Regions from separate parts of the Mus musculus genome. Here region 2 is linked to region 1. A link is a contact called in public Micro-C data. All regions are on one chromosome and are shown on one strand. The core of a region is the stretch at or near the end of the contact, and the rest is flanking DNA. Distances in the headings are between cores, read along the strand shown. Region 1 overlaps Mcph1 (microcephaly, primary autosomal recessive 1). Region 2 holds the start of Angpt2 (angiopoietin 2).

Region 1 (4,120 bases), core at 446-2,945:
TGGTTTTATCTGTATTAGCATTAACCTTAAGAGCTGCACAGCCCATCACAATGCTGGCAGACCACAGCTTTTATATTTATCAGGTTTATCTGTATTAGCATTAGCCTTAAGAGTGGCACAGCCCTATAGGCTTTCATGATTAATTAGTTTTAAAAATCCTTTTTTTGAGGAAAGGTCTCACTCTCCAGCCCGGGACAGCAGCAAGCTTGCAGCAATCCACCCAATTCTGTTTCCTGTGTGCTGGACTGCCTGGCTTAGGGGACACTCTTCAAGGTGACATTTCTCACGGCACTTTTCAAGTGTTTTCCTCAAGTTTTCACTTGTGATGTCACAAATAAATAAACAGATGCCATTCATTTTTGGGATAACATCCTTTTTGTCTGAATAAGACCTCTCTTAACCTATGGTGCCAAGTTTATGATCCTAACAGTTTCCTAGACGACCATGTTGCTTTTACCACTGTCGGACAGCATTGACTTACCGGAGCTGCAGGGAAGGTTTCAGAGAGTTCAAAAGGCTCCTCAGAAATCCAGTGGCCCAACTCTAAAGACAACAGTACCTAAAAGAAACATAGCACACAGAGAATATCAGTCACGGATTGATTAGACTGTTGGGGAGTAGGTTGGAGTCACTTTTGATCAGAGCAAAAGCAACCCCCCTAAAAGCCTAGCATCGATGAGCTCCAAGGGTCTGAAATCAGCCACACAAAAGCCAGAGCACTTTGGGACACTTCACAGTGCCTGCTCCAGCCATTAGCAAACATCTTAAGAAAAACACCCCAGTGTGGCTAGAAATGGAGGCCAGTGCCCAGCTTGGTGGCTTCACCCACCAATACCCAACACCTGATACCCAACAGAAGCAATGTAAGAAGCAGAGAAGGCTGCTGAGGCTCCCAGTTCAAGGCTGGAAAATCAAGGCAGCAGCTGGAAGCTTGTAGGTAATTTCACATCCTGTCAAGTTGACAGTTCTAACAGCATCCTAATGAAATCAAATACTTAAAACACTATCCTGCTTTTTATGTGACATGCTGTGTGCTAGAAATCTAAGTTTTAAATTGCCCTTTAGAATCTTCCATGAACATTCCACAGTTTTACGAGCTTAAAAAAAAAAGAGGAAGGAAGGAAGGAAGGAAGGAAGGAAGGAAGGAAGGAAGGAAGGAAGGGCTCGAGGGCTGGGGAGATGGCTCAGTTGGTAAAGTGCAAGTTGTGAAAGCAGAGGGAGCTGACTGTGAACTCTAGAGCCTGTGTCAAAAGTGGGTGAGGTGCATTTGTGGTTCTGGTGCCGGGCTGGCAGAGGTGGTGGTAGGGTAGGACTGTGGGGGATGGCCAGAGAGGGGAGGGGTGGGGACAAGCACAAGACCTGAGAGTCAGAAGTCATATCTATGAGGCTGTTGAGCTCAAGACAGTCCATGAGAGTAGAGGAGAACATGGGAAACAGCAAGTTATGCTCCCAGGAACCCCACTCAAAGAAAACATCAGTTTCAATTAGATTCCTGTGGCCACGGATGCTTTGTCATCTAACTGTCTTTCTGTTTTCTCCTAACTTTTATTGCCCAAATGCCATTGGAGGGAGGAAGATAAGCGGAGGGAAGGAGGAGAGAAAGGAGAAAGATCTTAATAAGTTCAATTACTGTGTGGGTTAAAGCCATCCATATTACACAGTGTTCCCTCCCCTTACCGCTATCGGCCTCCCAGTGCTATCTATCCTTTAGAGATAACGCTGTGGATATGTGGGTCTCCTCGACCTTGTATAATCAGCCCAGGAGATAAAATGTGGTTTCAACATTAAGTTCATGTCAGCATGCAGCAATGGTAGAATCCTGCGGTGGGAAATTCGGCACACCAGCTAGAGGCCAGGAGTCAGCCATAGAAATGTGTGTGGCACTCAAGTTCCAATTCAGTACACATTAAAATGTCAACTGAACCTAAACAAGTTCGTGGGGAACATTCGTGCTCCATGACTTTGCTCCTTTTTAAATGTTAAGAAAATAAAATTGTAAGGCACTTACAGTACAATTTTGCTAAGCAAATGGATACATTTAATTTCTTTAAAATAGATGTTGCATAAAGGTAGCAGAAAACATAGATTTGATTTCACTAAAATCACAGACTCAATAATACAGAAAAACAACTTTGTATTCTAGCCTGAGAAACCAAATCTTTTGGGTTCAGACTCTATCTTAGAGAACCTGACCTAAGGTTGAACTCAAATTAACAGGCTGGTTCTTAACACCAGTTTCTAGGTCCGCCCCCCCCCCCCCCCAACAAGACCTACGTCTAGCACCAGTTTCAAGGTTATTCCCCAACAAATCTGCACCCCTAGACACTTTGCTTCCTAACAAGCACCAACTAGGAGGAAAGCAGAAGTTAAGTTTATGGTTTGGCTCCCAACAGCAGCTAATTATGTTAAAGGCCATATTGGTCCCCCAGTCAGATAAGGACCAAGCTAGATACCCACTGCTTGCCTGAAACCAAGTATTCAGCCCCCTCCTGTTCTGCTGGCTCAGAGAAGGTGGTGTGGCCCAAGCTTGAGCTTGAGTAAAGATTGTATCAAAATCGGCTCCTTGGTGGTCTTTTAGAGTTTACAAATGTTTTCTGGCACAAGCCCTTACATTAGCCAAACCCATCTTTAGCTCAGTGCAATATTCAAAATAGTGGAAGTCTGTTTTCTAGGATTTCAGGTGGGTTTGTGAAATAATCTTACCCAACCACACACATTTCCCAGAAAATACTACATAAGACGAAAACAGCTGAGAGACTAAATCCAGCAAGGGATGGGGTTGTGAGTGAGGACTACATCCTGTGTGTATGTGAGCCTTGGTGGGGGAAGTTACCTCCAGGACCCACCTCAGTTTAAGCACAACACCCTGCACAGGACTTGAACACAGGAGAGGCATTACACAAACTGGATAACAGAAATGGTAGTGTTGCCATGTGACCATCACTCCTAAAACCCGCACTTTGCTGATGAACCTATCAGAGGAACAGTTTTCTTGCTTTATTCTTAGATGTAGTAAGATGATGATGTCTCTTCATACAGGCTATGTAGTTCATGCTATATCAGCGAGCCAAGTCTCTTTCTCTCCCTCTCTCTTCAAAAGACTTATTTATACATATACATACACATACACATATACATGCATACATATGGGTGTTTGTCTGCATGTACGTCTGCACACCTGAAGAGGGCACTGAATCATATGGGACTATAGTTATGGATGGTTGTAAGCTACCATGTGGGTGCTGGGAGTCAAACCCCAGTCCTCTGGAATAGCAGACAGTGCTCTTAACCACTGAGTCATCCCTCCATACCCTCCAAGTCTCTTCTTGTTGCACACATTTTTATAATTCTCTTGGGCAGTGTGAGGAAATTTGGCTGCAGTCGGAGAAGCTAGAGAGTGGTGCTGTTATTAGAAGCAAGGGATCTGCAACCCTATAGGTGGAACAACAATATGAACTAACCAGTACCCCGGAGCTCATGTCTCTAGCTGCATATGTATCAGAAGATGGCCTAGCCGGCCATCAGTGGAAAGAGAGGCCCATTGGTCGCGCAAACTTTATATGCCTCAGTACAGGGGAATGCCACGGCCAAGAAGTGGGAGTGGGTGGGTAGGGGAGTGTATGGAGGACTTCTGGGATGGCATTGGAAATATAAATGAGGAAAATACCCAATAAAAAAAATTAAAAGACAAAAAAAGAAGAAGCAAGTGAAGATGACCATTACATATCATGAAGGAAATGCAGCTGAAATCTGGCTGTTAGAGTAAACTAAGCGTACATTTAGCTTCACCGGGGAATGAAGGAGGGAAGCGGTACACAGAAGAGACAGCGGAACTAAATGCATGGGAAATGCAGAGCAGATGGAAGAATGGTGGCCAACTGGGGAAGGCAGAAACTCAAGTGTCTGGAGACGGAATGGAATATTTAAATCCTTCTTCAGGTTCCCAAAAGCTGCAGAAAGTGGGGTGAAGGCAACTTGCAGGAAGAGGGCAGGCTGGAGGAGCAGCTCATTTGCTGAGGCAAGATGAGGGTGAAGCCACGGCTTTTCTAAGGGCAACGGAGCTCGGAAGGAACCTGTACACAGATGTCACCCTGGACACAGGAACAGTGCCCTCGGGTGG
Region 2 (4,120 bases), core at 1,166-3,665, 54 kb before region 1:
GCCTGAAACCTGCAACAATCTTTTTGCTATAGCCTCCTGGGTGCTAGAACTGCAGGCATGTTCCACTATGCCTTGCTCTGTACATTCCTAAATGATTGAAAAGTACACAAAAAGGATTATGTCATGGGTGTGAAAGTAAAAGACATAAAGGGCCGTATTCATGAGTAAAGCCTTATTATTGGTACCCAGTTGTTCTGGCAATCCAAGAGCTGCACGGCGGCTGTCACGACTGCTGAGACAGTCAACAAGAGGGGGCAGCCCATAGGCCAGAATCCTCCACCTCATTCCTAAAGGGAGACTTGCTGACCCCACTTTTAATAATTTCCATGTCAGAATCTACGAAGTACAGCTTCTACTGTGTTCTGTGGAACTGAATGAGGCCTGCTGTCCCCAGGAGGTGGTGTCACCTTCTATGCACTCTCATAGTTCTCTGCCTATGGTCTCTTTCCCTCTAAGTCCCATGGCCCCCTGTGGATCAGAAGTCTTGCTGTGAGTCACCCTATACCCAGCAGAATACTTGACTTAGTATGTGGCGTATCTCTTTTTCCTTGTTTCTTCTTGATTTGCCTGGAACACAACTGAATGGCTCCAATCTAAACCATGTATCAATGCCTTGAAATGTGCTCTTACAAACAAACAAACCTAAAAGATTTGCACCCATTGCTACTGCCTTGTCCTGACTATCCCAGGAGCTACTGTGTGATGGTAACCAAATTCATTTCCATTTAATAAGCAAGCTGTAAGGAAAGGGAGTTAGTATTTTTAAATTGCGCCTATTACATAGCAACTTAATCCAGAAAATTCCACAGAGAAGGAATGGTTTCTATTTTCCAAGTAGGAACCCTGAGAGCAGCTAAGCTTTGCACGTAGCACTCAGACTGAAGTTGAGGCCTGCCTGCTCTTTCTGAGGGGTTCTGACTGCGGGGGTTAGCACTCGTGAGCCCTGTTTCATCTCTCAGGAATCAGACTGCTCCCCACCCCCAGCTAATTGTCCAGAGCATGAGCTGTGGCCTTTCTGCGCCACAGAACTTGGTAGTAGTCTCTGAGCCTATGTGTCCCTTCAATGGAGTGGGAGGCTCATGGTGTCTTTAAGAAGGGTGTGTCTTCACTGATGGCAAAATATGGTTCATCAGTTCTCAGAGATACAGGAAGAGCTAAATATCACTTATTGCCTGGTGAAAAATATAGACATGTTCTTTTCCAAGTTCATGGACCCTGTAGATCTTGGGGTAAAAAACCAAAACATAACCCTCTTCTGTTGCCAACTCGGGAGCCAGTCTGCTACAGGATGCATTTAAAAAAGATTCAGTTAGTTCTCTTCCAAACAGACTCTGTGAAAAACAACATTCCCCATGCAGATTCTAGATTCACCTATGATCTAAAATCATGACTCTCCTAGCCTCCAGAAGCCGAGGATGTGTAACACAGAGTTGCCCTGGGGTTTCTGGAGGCGGACGTGGTCCTTTGAGTCAGGGATGCTGGAGTCTTCCCAGTACCGATCTCTGCAGCATTAACTTCTAGTCATGAAGGGGTGGTGACTCTGGACCAGCAGAGCCACAGAGCTGGAAGTGTTTTAGAAGTCAGTGCAGCCCCCAGCTTTTATGGCCAGGGGCTTTTGAACTTAATTAAAAGGGGAAAGTGATTTGCCTGAGCCCACTGACTGGGACTAATTTAATCAGGAACATGCCACAGAGTGATGAGCCCGAGGAAACCCTGATACAGTGAAGGAAAAGGTGTATGTTTGTTTCCTCTCGACATACTTCACTCAAATATCTATTGTTACTTAACAGACAATTAATCAGGCCAAACTACTTTAAGTTTTATTTGTATAGTATTTTGTGTTAAGGCACAGACATGTGAGTGCTGAGAAAACTGATGTTGGTAACTTGATTTAATAATATCAAACTGGGTTAAAATAAAAAAAAATGTGCATAACTTAAAAAAAAAACCAAATACCAACAAGACTTTACTTCCCCTTGGAAAAGCACATTTACAAGGGCTGATCTTAGCCTTTATATTTACAATAAAGAAAATAAACCAAGGTCCCGATATAGCTGTAATTTTATTCCTAAAAGAACAGAAACTTTCACTATGCTTTAAAATTAAAGTGATTACCTCAGATACTCTGCAAGCTTAGCCTACAAACGAGCAGACAGACAACAGAGCCCCAGCTACTCTCTAGGAAATAATTAGGGTGGTGCCTCTGACATGCCCAGGGGTCTTGTGGCTGGTCTGTGTTCCCAGAAGGCTTCTGCAGTACACAGTCCTTTGGGGCAGTAAGCACTATGCTCTGATTTTTCCTGTTGCCTGGCTAGTGACCCCCTACAGGAAGATAGTGGGTGAGCCAGGGGGCGGAGCGGCTGGCTGCACATGTCTGGCTGCTCTTATCAACTTATCATATAAGGGAAGGAAAGTGATTGATTCGGATACTGACACTGTAGACTCAGGGGAGAAACAAAGAGTCCGTGCAGACCTCTGGAGTGAGCAGGGCTGCTCCTTCCTCTCAGGACAGCTCCGAGTGTGCCGGGGAGAAGAGAAGAGAAGAGACAGGCACTGGGAAAGAGCCTGCTGCGGGACGGAGAAGGCTCTCACTGATGGACTTATTCACACGGCACAGCCCTGTGCCTTAGACAGCAGCTGAGAGCTCAGGACGCAAGTTTGCTGAACTCACAGTTTAGAACCCAAAAAGAGAGAGAGAATGTGGCAGATCATTTTCCTAACTTTTGGCTGGGATCTTGTCTTGGCCTCAGCCTACAGTAACTTTAGGAAGAGCGTGGACAGCACAGGCAGAAGGCAGTACCAGGTCCAGAACGGACCCTGCAGCTACACGTTCCTGCTGCCGGAGACCGACAGCTGCCGATCTTCCTCCAGCCCCTACATGTCCAATGCCGTGCAGAGGGATGCACCCCTCGACTACGACGACTCAGTGCAAAGGCTGCAGGTGCTGGAGAACATTCTAGAGAACAACACACAGTGGCTGATGAAGGTAGGAAGGTGGGCTGGCTCTGGTGAGCAAGAACTAATAGCCCTGGCTTTATCAGGGACTGGGGCTGCGGAGGTGGGCTGCAAACATCCTCTTTTGTGCTGCCCTGCAGCAAAGCAGTCACAGAGAGAAGAGCCACAGAGGGGTTGTCTGAAAAGAATGCCAGAATCTGGTCAGAAAACCCCCTGAACTTAGGAATCTTTGCTAGCCAAGCAGAGGAAGTGCGCTTCTCTGCAGATCGCGCGTGCTGTTTTGTTTGAGTAGCTGAGACTAAGTGACACCCATTACCAGGATCTTCTCAGCGGGTTGTAGGCATGTGAGGGAGGCTGTGAACAAGACAGCACGGAGCCAGGAAAAACGTGACAATCACGTTAATTACGGATACTTAACGGATGGAGTCAAGTGCTTTACCAATTTCCTGAATTTCTTTACGAAAATAGATTATGACTCTTGGTAAAAGAGAGGAAATTAAATAAAGCCAACCTTGTGTTCTCAGAGTCTCAGGGCTGCGCTGTGAAGGGGCTGCCATCTGGAAATGGCACCGTGTTTCCCAAGTGTCCCGGAGACACTGCAGGCAGACCCCCGTTCAGTTCCAGAGACAGGCTCTGAGCTTGTCCCCACGTGGGACTGCTATGCTCGTGCCACGCCGGGCGGGCTGAGAGGGTCTGACAGTTTGTTCTTGGGGCTGCGACGACTGCTCTGTTTCATGGCCTTTTTATAGACCGTAACCAAAATAAGACACTGAAAGGGTCTGTTTTGCTTTCACAAATGATTGTTTTCTACAAAACCTCAAATGACCCCGGAGTATTCTTTATGTGAACCATATGTATTCCACAGGAAGTTTAAACAAAGAATGTAGATAGTAGATGAATCGTTACACATTGTGACAATGACATCACATGCTCACAAGGAAATAGTTTAAAGTCATATAAATCTTTTAAAATCCTGTGGACTTCATTTAGTACGTCTTCCCAGAAAGACATAATTTGCTTTTCTCAGATGTCACCAGAATCTCTTGGTTTGATGCCCTGCCTTAATCTGAGAACAGAACCGGGGCCCAAATCTATGTTTCTCACGAATACCCCTACTTTCTTAAGTGGACAAGCTTTTGCTGGAACCCGGAGTCTAAATGAATGA

Evidence for each region. A called contact is a pair of places that touch in the nucleus more often than the background predicts.
Region 2: a contact with region 1 is called in a Micro-C map of granulosa cells, with 2.7 times the contacts expected there. The contact joins the promoter of Angpt2 here to the enhancer-like site in region 1. A contact is called at or near these places in 10 of 39 promoter capture datasets (the 3T3-L1 cell line, the C10 cell line, the HPC-7 cell line and 7 more), 1 of 15 datasets of contacts at CTCF or cohesin (the G1E-ER4 cell line), 7 of 484 Hi-C or Micro-C datasets (the C3H10T1/2 cell line, the G1E-ER4 cell line, bone marrow-derived macrophages and 4 more), 3 of 115 datasets of contacts at active chromatin or transcription factors (astrocytes, double positive thymocytes and embryonic stem cells) and 2 of 9 other capture datasets (adipose tissue and liver).

The regions. Positions count from the first base shown.
Region 1 is chr8:18,685,421-18,689,540 of GRCm38.p6, reverse strand. It overlaps Mcph1 (microcephaly, primary autosomal recessive 1), which reads right to left. Exons shown (of 14, transcript NM_173189.3): 12 at 482-559. Among named protein-coding and RNA genes, the nearest start is that of Angpt2, 54 kb to the left of the region's middle. Within about 2 kb of position 1,695, at least 7 of the 459 cell types and tissues checked have an H3K27ac peak or open chromatin away from gene starts, as enhancers often do. A contact at or near this core is called in the G1E-ER4 cell line, the HPC-7 cell line and granulosa cells, where this site is marked.
Region 2 is chr8:18,739,857-18,743,976 of GRCm38.p6, reverse strand. Angpt2 (angiopoietin 2) reads left to right here and starts at 2,415. Exons shown (of 9, transcript NM_007426.4): 1 at 2,415-2,986. The coding sequence starts at 2,699. All of the region lies in intron 12 of Mcph1 (microcephaly, primary autosomal recessive 1), which reads right to left.